2 separate regions of the Mus musculus genome follow, and region 1 is linked to region 2. Evidence: chromatin contacts called from public promoter capture Hi-C data. All regions are on one chromosome and are shown on one strand. Each heading gives the region's core, a stretch centred on a gene start, on an enhancer-like site or on the middle of the called end of the contact. The rest is flanking DNA. Distances are from core to core; before and after follow the strand shown.

Region 1 (4,553 bases), core at 14-2,513, 450 kb after region 2:
ACATGTGCATACATGCAGGCAAAACACTCACACAGGTAAAAACAATAAACTTTCTTAGGCAGTGGCTTACAGATCTTCTGGACTACATCTACCTCCTATTTCTGAGTTGTAATTCAAAAAGCAAGTGTAACTTTTGACTGGTGTGATAGCGCAAATCTTCAATCCCAACACTTGAGAGACAGAAGCTAGTGGATCTTTGAGTACAAAGCCAGATTGATCTACATTGTAAGTTCTAGGCTAGCCAGGGCTACACAGTTAGACCATTATCTCAAGGGAAAAAAAAAAACCCCTTCAAGGTCACCTTGGAATACTATGCCTTTAAAAATCAAAAACAAAACCTGGATTACTGTGATTATCGTGTCATCCCAGCTGAGGGAATGTTTCTTCCTTTAAGTCCTGATTTTTTTTTTTCCTGGTTTCTTTCTGTCTTCCTGGTTCCTACACTCATCCAGGGTACAGAGATGGGCTTCTAACTAATGCTTTTGTGTTTATGTTTGTTTGAGGTTTGGTTTTGTTTTCTTTTACATTTATCTATTGGGTGGACAGACACCACAGAAGACAAATTGCAGAAATAAGATTTTCTCCTTCCACCGTATGGGTTTGGGGAACTGGACCTCTCGGTGGCAATGTTTTGTGTTTCTTTTCTGGAGTCCCAGAGATGGAACGCGCTCATTTGAACAACCACTGTACCTCAGAGCCTTCTATCTGAGTGTCCTGATTGAGTTCGCGAATCTTCCCGACCACCGGCTCCCTCTCAGTGTCTAGCTTTCATGTACTAGATCCTTGTCCCCCTGGCAAAGTCTGTGTCCTGCCCCTGGCACTTAAAATCCTCTTGAGCACTTTTTGGTTTGGTTTTGCTTTTGGAACAATGTTTCATGCATCCTAGACTGCCGTTGAACTCTGTCTCCCAACTGAGCTACACACACAAACAGCCTTGATGGCTAAGTCTCTGCGCTTCAACCTCTAATCTACTTTCCTTTTAAAGCCACGATCTGTGAACGGTTCCCGGCAGCACAGACCCCAGCCCCAGTTCCTAGAACGAAACAAAAATCAAGCAGGTTTCCCCCGCAGCCCTACCTAGTTGAGCCCCTGCGACTCCCCAGGGGGCCAGGAATATCAGCCACCCGAGCAGCGTCATCCTCTGGATCCCCCCACGGCGGGCGGCCGAAGCTCCTCCAAGTCCGTCTGCGCCGCGGGTTCCCACCTTGTGGCCAGCCACGTGTCTGGGCAGAACTACTCGTTTGGCTGCTTCCAGTGTTCCAAGTTATCCTTGGCGGATGGCTGCTCTTGCTTTTCCCTCTCTTGCCCAGCAGGGCGTGCGCTTGATTGGAGGAGGGACGCACCAGTGAGCGCTGGAATAGCTTGTAGGTCTCTGTGGAAACCGCATCTGTGTTGCAAGGTGCTGTGTTGGAGTTCCCCGACTTTTCGAAAGAAATTCATAAGTACTTAGGAGCAAAATGATAGGATCTTCGAGGTACGCTTTAAAGTTTTCTAGTCGAATTGAAGGCATTTCGGTTCAGTCAGCCTCCAGAAAATGCAGGAAGCACCATCGACTTACTGTCTTCTCCTTGCAGAGCTGCAACACGGATGGATGAATGAATTAGCTACCTGTGGCAACCAAAGAGCCTTAAAAGCTAGCCTTAAAACCAGATGTGCAAGCCCTCTCTCAAGGATAGCCCTGGCACTCTTGAGGCAGGAGGATTAGGAGTTCAAGGCCATCCTAGGCTACTTTGATGACTTTGGGGCCAGTCTGGGCTACCTGAAACGATATTACAAACAAACAACAAACAGAGTTATTTGCTGATCGTGCCAGGAGATGAGGACTACTAGAAACTGGGCAAAAGGGAGATAAGATGGTGTTGTCCCCCTGAACATGCCTTGAGAGCCTGAGGGCTGAATCACTCCTTAGCAAGTTACCTAACCTGAGAAGACAGAGAGAGCTGTGACTCAAGTCTGAGGAAGGCGATGAGAGGTTTCTGGAAGGAGATGACATAAACTTACTCCCTTTGTTTTGATTTTTTTTTTCCCTTGCAGTTAGGGATGGTTTGGGCTTTGTCTTTTTGTGGTTTATTTATTTCTATTTGTTCTTTTTGTTTTTTTGCTCCTGTTGTTGTCCGTACAGGGATGAAACCCAGATCTTCACTCAAGCAAGGCAAACTGTCTAGCTCACCGCCACACTCCCACGCCTAACCAGCTTGAACTTGATGAACACAGGAGAAAACAGGTTGTGTGGGAGGTGGGAGAGGAGCGTTAGTGAGGCAGGAGGAAGAGTGGAGGGGGAAGAGTTTTGCAAAGAGTGATGGGGGCTTCTGAGGCTCTGAAGCAGGCAGGAGCCAGGCTGTGCTTAGATGTTTGAGCTGGGAGCTTTGGGAAGCCAAGAAGAGGATCAGAGGCAAAGTTGAGGCTGGAGAGATGGCTCAGCAGTTAAGAACACTGGCTGCTCTTGCAGAGGACTCAGGTTTGGTTTCCATCAACTACATAGAGGGTAAAGGCGGTCTTTAACTCCAGTTCCAGGGCATTCAGTGCCACTACACACACAGTGCCATAGTGCATGCATATATATATATATTATATATGCATGCATATATATGTGTGTGTGTATGTATATATATGCATATATATATATGGAAAATACTCATATATATAAAACATGATTTTTTTCTTTTCTTCTTCTTTTCCTTTTTTAAAGACAGGGTTTCTCTGTAGCAGGGTGACTGTCCTGAAACTCGATCCATAGACCAGGCTGGCCTGGAAATCACAGAGATCTGCCTGCCTTTGCCTCCTGAGTACCCTGAGTGCTGGGATTGCCTCCTGTGCACCATCACGCCCAGCCTAAATAAATCTTTTTTTTTTAATTTATTTTTATTTTATGTGCATTGGTGTTTTGCCTGAATGTATGTCTGTGTGAGGGTGGCTGATCCTCTGGAACAGGGGTTACCAACAGTTGTGAGCTGCTGTTTGGATGCTGTGAATTGAACCTGGGTCCTTTGGATGAGTACCCAGGGCTCTTAACAACCGTGGAGCCATCTCTCCAGCATCCCCTCCTCCTCCTTCTCCTCCTCCTCCTCCTTCTCCTTCTTTCTTCTTATTTATTTATTTTATTTTATTTTATTTTTTATATGTAAGTACATTGTAGCTGTCTTCAGACACTCCAGAAGAGGGAGTCAGATCTCGTTACGGATGGTTGTGAGCCACCATATGGTTGCTGGGATTTGAACGCTGGACCTTCGGAAGAGCAGTCGGGTGCTCTAACCCACTGAGCCATCTCACCAGCCCCTTCTTATTTATTTATTTATTTATTTCTCCAGACACACCAGAAGAGGGCATTGGATCCCATTACAGATGGTTGTGAGCCACCATGTGGTTGCTGGGAATTGAACTCAGGACCTTTGAAAGAGCAGTCAGTGCTCTTAACCACTGAGCCATCTCTCCAGCCCAATAAATCTTAAAAAAGAGAAGAAAAAACAGACAGCCCAATTTGCATCTCCGAAGGATGAACACGGGAAGAAAAGGGCACGGTGTCTGAGGTACAGAAGTTGTCTTGGCCCATTTTCTGTTACTTTAACATAAGACCTGGGACTGGATAGTTGTAAAGAGCAGAAATGTATTGGTTCCCATTCCTGGAATCTCGGAAATCTATGTTCAGGGTGCTCATGTGTTGTGGGGTGTCTGCAGGTATTACTATGGCACAGAACCAAACCTTAAAGGTACCAAACCTCGGTACAGTCAGATTTGGTCAATGAGACTGCATCGCAACTGCTAGAGGTTCTGATCCTACGGTTTGATTTCTTACACATTTAAACATCATAAAACTTTGGGAGGAAAAAAACCCTCTCCACATGACAGTTCTCACAACAAAGTTTCGGGGTGGCTGTGTCAAAACTCCCTTGTAAAATAACCCCCCTGGAGCAAAGTACCTGAGACCTTTATCATAAGAGTGAGTTCTGCCTGCCGGGTGGTAGCGCATGCCTTTAATCCCAGCACTCGGGAGGCAGAGGAGGCGGATTTCTGAGTTCGAGGCCAGCCTGGTCTACAGAGTGAGTTCCAGGACAGCCAGGGCTACACAGAGAAACCCTGTCTCAAAAAACATAATAAACAAATAAATGTATATATGAAGCCGGGGGGTGGTGGCACATGCCTTTAATCCCAGCACTTGGGAGGCAGAGGCAGGTGGATTTCTGAGTTCGAGGTCAGCCTGGTCTACAAAGTGAGTTCCAGGACAGCCAGGGCTACACAGAGAAACCCTGCCTCAAAAAACCAAAAAAAAAAAAAAAAAAGTATATATGATGCCAATGAGGTTCCAGCAGGAAGATGGGCTTGCCTAGATGAACCAACCACCCCCTGGCTAGTTCAAGGCTTGTCTCATAGAGAGTTTGAAGTCAGCCTGGGCTACAGGAGACCCTGTCAAAATAAAGCAAGGTAGATAGCAAGGAATGTAGCTCCAATTGCTTGCCTAGGCCCTGGGTACCAACCATCCTTAGCATTACACATGCAAGGAAGAAAGGAAATGAAGTGAGGGAAGGAAGCAAGGGGAAAAGAGGAACTGAAAGGGG
Region 2 (5,283 bases), core at 1,864-4,363:
TCAGCAGCAAAGGTCTGCACATTTCCATCCAGGAGATTTTGAGTTGTGGTTCAAGGGCCACTTACTGGTTATGCAACTGCAGGCAAGTTTCATTCACACCCCCCCCACACCCCCCCAATCATCATGTGGAGGCCAGTGGACAACTGTGGAGTCAGCTATCCCTACCTTTTGTGTGGGTTCTGGGCATTGAACTCAATTTTTCAGAGTCGTGCGTGACCTGCTGAGCCCTCTCACTGGTCCGTTCCATCTCTTTTTGCTTTTTTGGTCCGAGTGCTGGGATTAAAGGCGTGCGCCACCACCCGCAGCTCCGTTCCATCTTTTTGTTTTGGTTTTTTTGTTTTGGTTTGGTTTTTTTTTTTCCGAGAGAGGGTTTCTCTGTGCAGCCCTGGCTGTCCTGTTACTCTGTAGACCAGGCTGGCCTTGAACTCAGAAATCCGCCTGCTTCTGCCTCCCAAGTGCTGGGATTTCAGGCGTGCATCACCATCTGTTCCGTTCCATCTGTTATATACAAGTACGCACAGAGCATGGAGCAGACAGAGGAGGGGTTCCTGCTCTTGGGGAGCTCTCATTCTAATGAGGAAGACAAGGAAGGAAACACGTACTTGGGCTAAAGCAGTAAATAGCTCAGCTGGTAAAGTGCTTGCCACACTGGCCTGAGGACATGAGTGCCATCCTGAGAAGACCCGTAATAAAGCCAAGAGGATGTCAGCAACCTCAGCCCTGGGAGGAGGAGACAGGCAATCGCTGGACATTCTCTTACTCCATGGGCAAACTTCAGGCAAATGAGAAACCAAGTCTTTTTTTTTTTTTTTTTTTTTTTTTTAAGATTTATTTATTTATTATTTGTAAGTACACTGTAGCTGTCTTCAGACACTCCAGAAGAGGGCATCAGATCTCGTTACGGATGGTTGTGAGCCACCATGTGGTTGCTGGGATTTGAACTCCTGACCTTCGGAAGAGCAGTCGGGTGCTCTTACCCGCTGAGCCATCTCACCAGCCCGAGAAACCAAGTCTTAAACAAAAGCAAGGAAAGGGCTGGAGAGATGGCTCAGCGGTTAAGAGTAATGACTGCTCTTCCAAAGGTCCTGAGTTCAAGTCTCAGCAACCACATGGCGACTCACAACCATCCGTAATGAGATCTGACGCCCCCGTTTGGTGTGTCTGAAGACAGCTACAGTGTACTTACATGTAATAATTAAATCTTTGGGCCAGAGCCAGCAGGGCTGGAGGGAGTGGACCGGAGTGAGCAGAAGTCCTGAGTTCAATTCCCAGCAACCACATGAAGGCTCACAACCATCTGTACAGCTACAGTGTACTCATATATATATAATAAATAAATAAAATCCTTTTTAAAAAAGGCAAGGCAAGGCAGTATGGTGCATGTCTTTAATCCAAGCACTCAGGAGGAAGAGGCAGTTCAAGGCCAGCGTGGTCTGTATAGTGAAACCCTGTCTCAAAAAAACAAGCTCCCTAAACTACCACTCCCAGCTTGCTGGGGGAGGGGAGAAGGGGTGGTAGGATCCAAATTGTGGTCTTCATGTTTGCACAGCAAATGCTTTTAACCTCTGAGGCACCTCTCCAGCCTGAAACCTATTTTTTCTTAAATTAAAAAAAAAAAAAAAGATTTATTTATTTATTTATTTATTTATTTATTTATTTTATGAGTACATTGTAGTTGTCTTTAGACACATTGCAGATGGTTGTGAGGCACCATGTGGTTGCTGGGAACTGAACTCAGGACCTTTGTAAGAGCAGTCAGTGCTCTTAACTGCTGAGCCATCTCTCCTGCCTGGAAACCTATTTTTTCAGGTGTATGTAGGAGCTAAGGGGAATAGCTTGGGAGCAGCATGTGGTAAGTCCAGTGACACCCTTCCTAACATTGGGGAAGGAAAGAAATTGGACCTGGAAGGATGCTTGTAATTCCAGCTACTTGAGAGGCTGAGGTCTGCCTGGACAAACTAGTGAGATGCTGTGTAAAATAAAAACAAAAAATAAAAAAAAAAAGAAAATGTTACCGGGTGTGGTGGTGCATGGCTTTAATCCCAGCACCCGGGAGGCAGAGGCAGGAGGATTTCTGAGTTTGAGGCCAGCCTGGCCTACAAAGTGAGTTCCAGGACAGCTAGAGCTCTACAGAGAAACCCTGTGTTGTAAAACCAAAACCAAACCAAAACAAAACAAAAAAAGAAAAGAAAATGTCACCTCTCTACTTTAAACTGTAGACGTGATACAACCTGCTAGCCATCCCCCCGGACCCCCGACCGTGACTTTCCTGTCATGAAGGACTGCAATCTGGAATTATAAGCCAAATAAACTATATTCCCCTATCAAAGAAAATAAAATAGAAAAAAAAAAAAAAAAGGTGGGCTGGAGAGATGGCTCAGCAGTTAAGAGCACTGGCTGCTTTTCCAAAGGTCCTGAGTTCAAATCCCAGCAACCACATGGTGGCTCATAACCACCTGTAATTGGATCTAATGCCCTCTTCTGGTGTGTCTGAAGACAGTGACAGTGTACTCATATATACATCAAATAAATAAATAAATCTTTGAAAAGAAAAGAAAAAAAGAAGAACAAAATTTTGGTTTTTTGAGACAGGGTTTCTCTGGGTAGCCCTGGCTGTCCTGGACCTCACTTTGTAGAACAGGCTGGCCTCGAACTCAGAAATCTGCCTGCCTCTGCCTCCCGAGTGTTGGGATTAAATGCGTGCGCCCCCACGCCTGGCTTCTGAGGGTCATTCTTTAAGAAGATCTGCCAGCATGCTGTTACCCTCTAGGCCATCCCGGGATGCTCCGGGGGAAAACTCCATTTTTTTTTTTCTTCTCTTTTTTTAATTTGCAAAATCTCTTTATTAAGCACATCCAAATGTGGAAAACCCTTTCTAAGATCGGTGTAATTCAAAGTCGCCCGGGAACTTAATCCATAGTGATGGCAGTTGGTCAGAGATTTGAGTTGAGCGCTCTGGCCTGGGTCGAAACCACTATCAGGGCCAGACAAGGAGCAGGAACCCGGCTTTGCTAAGAACTACATTTCCCAGAGGCGCCGTGCGTCAGGTGGATGACGCAGACTCAGTAGAGGGCGCGAGAGTATATAATCCTGGTGCAGGCCGTTCTCAGTCCTTTCTCGCTTCATCCGCGGTCCCTGTCTGTTTTCGTTATGGCGCCTTGTACTTCTACCCAACGTTGCCCGCCCCCCATCTTCCCAGCCCACCAGCTCCGTCCGCCTCTCCGGATGATTCGTGAGATACCGAGCCTGCCGGGAAGGGACCGGATTTTTCCGTCTGGTCCAAGGAAGCACGGGTTATGGCCACATGCGCAGTGATAACTCAGGGCCCCACGCCTTTTGACCCGTGAGTGTTGTAGGCTTGGGGGTGACGGGATCTGGTAAGAGCATTTGTGCCTTTACTGGATTACGTGCTTGGGTGCAGTAACCTTATTAGGATGACGCCAATGGAAGGGCCTGTGACCATTACCTCCGAGCGACCTTTTTGTGATTAACCTCGCTCCTATGTTGGGTGGAATTTGGGTCCTACCACGTGCTAGGCGATCGCTATGTCAACCATAGTATTAAAGCCTTAAAAAAAAAAAAGTCAGGATAATGGGCCCTACAGAGTTGGGCAAGGATTATACAACCTCGGCTTTCTCGCTTTCTGATTGCAAAAAGCCGCCATTTTATTCAGCTAAACCTGATGTCCACAGCGCGTTAAAAAGCGTTTGTAGGCGGTAGGGTCATTAATTTGAGACTGCTTTGGGTTATAGTCAGGAACCTATCCCAATGTCTAAAGCTTCACGTATTGAACTAGGAGCCATCGGAGCCCACAGGATTGCCTTTTCAGGCGTCTCTCTAGTAGGCAGTGGTGAGGCATGTGGCTTGTGGGTTTGAGGTCTAGCAATTGCTATCGCTGTCTGTGGCCCTTATCGAAGCTGCAGCAGCTTCTACATAGCTGCTGTGGTCAAAAAGGTGGCCCAGAGAAAGAATTTTCCTTGACGGTCGCAGTTCTGTTTCCTGTAACTGATCTGCAACATTGTGGAAAATGACAGCTTCACCTTACTATTTCTCTGGAGTATGTAGCAATCTTTAGGCTTTTATTCCTGGGGGGGGTGGGAGGGGATAGGAGGTAGACCGGTGAGTGAGCTCAATCTGATTTACAATTCAGGCCTGTATTGATCATCTATTGGTAAATAAACAATGCCTTGGTCACTGTCACAGTCCCTATAAGGTAATGACTGGGAATATGGAACAAGATTATTGTGGCTAATTCTGTTGCCATTCATCTTAGCTGTTGATGAAGATTGTGAGGAGGGAGACCAGAAGATAATGGACAACGATACAGCAGAAGGGTCTGGTAAGCTCCGTTTAGTTGCACTACCCGGGGAGACCTGAGGCATGTTTCCAAGGGCTGTGGCTGCCTGTAGCCATGGGATCTCCAACTGCATGCCAGAGTAATGGAGAGACTTTGACAGCTCAGGTCAGCACAGTGCCTGCAGCTGCCACTCATCTTTCCTATATATGTATATCAGGCCTCAAGTTGAGCGCCCTCTACCTGTGAGGCTATTGTTCTGTGGTATTTACAACAAATGTTTCTTCTGCAGGTTACACTTGAGCTTATTTCTTGGAAGAGTCTGAGAAGACGGCCTGTCAGGCTCCTAACACTAAGGTAATTGCTGGCTAAGACAGCCTGACCCTCCGGTTTCCCTTTCCCATCGGATCTTGACGCTGGTCTTGGTGGTCGTTAAGGAGGAAGAGCACCCTGAAGCTGGCCTCACAGCGATGCAGTCTGCTGTAGAGCAGCAGGCCAGACTCAGACATGCCTGGGCTTTGAAGTGGGAAAACTTGAGAACTGATCAGTATTGCTGAGTAATGGCTTACTTTCATGGTTTTTTTTTTTTAAGGGCCATGTAACCAGTGAAGCAGCCATTATATATGATTTGGTCTACACTTGTTGGGTAAGCTTAAGGATTGTTAACCCTTTTCCTAAGTAGTATAGCAGAAATTCAGGTTTGCATAGTGGCTAGCCATCTATAAGCCACCTCCATAATTTATGTCTGAACTAGTTAGCTGTTCACATCTGGGGCAAAGATGTGTGCCATGTTGGCTGGTATTTGTCAATTGAACATTGCATGAGTACAGACACTGGTCCATGATGAAACCCATTATCAGTGGACATCTATGGATGAGAAATGCGGATATGGGACTGAGACCAGTTCTTAGGAAAGCCTGAGTTGGGGAATGAGCCTGAAGGTGGAACTAACATAGACTTGCACTTCCTTTTCAGAAAAATTCCACAAG

Evidence for each region. Promoter capture Hi-C pulls out the DNA fragments that hold promoters and counts their contacts.
Region 1: a promoter capture Hi-C map of cranial neural crest shows a contact between it and region 2. The contact joins the promoter of Smpdl3b here to the promoter of Snhg12 in region 2. A contact is called at or near these places in 1 of 39 promoter capture datasets (cranial neural crest) and 1 of 115 datasets of contacts at active chromatin or transcription factors (bone marrow-derived macrophages).

What each region holds. Positions count from the first base shown.
Region 1 is chr4:132,755,908-132,760,460 of GRCm38.p6, forward strand. Smpdl3b (sphingomyelin phosphodiesterase, acid-like 3B) reads right to left here and starts at 1,264. Exons shown (of 8, transcript NM_133888.2): 1 at 1,078-1,264. The coding sequence starts at 1,138.
Region 2 is chr4:132,305,565-132,310,847 of GRCm38.p6, forward strand. Snhg12 (small nucleolar RNA host gene 12) reads left to right here and starts at 3,114. Exons shown (of 5, transcript NR_029468.1): 1 at 3,114-3,343; 2 at 4,274-4,339; 3 at 4,587-4,651; 4 at 4,887-4,940; 5 at 5,270-5,283. Snora16a (small nucleolar RNA, H/ACA box 16A) reads left to right here and starts at 3,901; the gene lies at 3,901-4,036. It overlaps Snora44 (small nucleolar RNA, H/ACA box 44), which reads left to right and starts at 4,389; the gene lies at 4,389-4,505. Snora61 (small nucleolar RNA, H/ACA box 61) reads left to right here and starts at 4,743; the gene lies at 4,743-4,804. It also overlaps Snord99.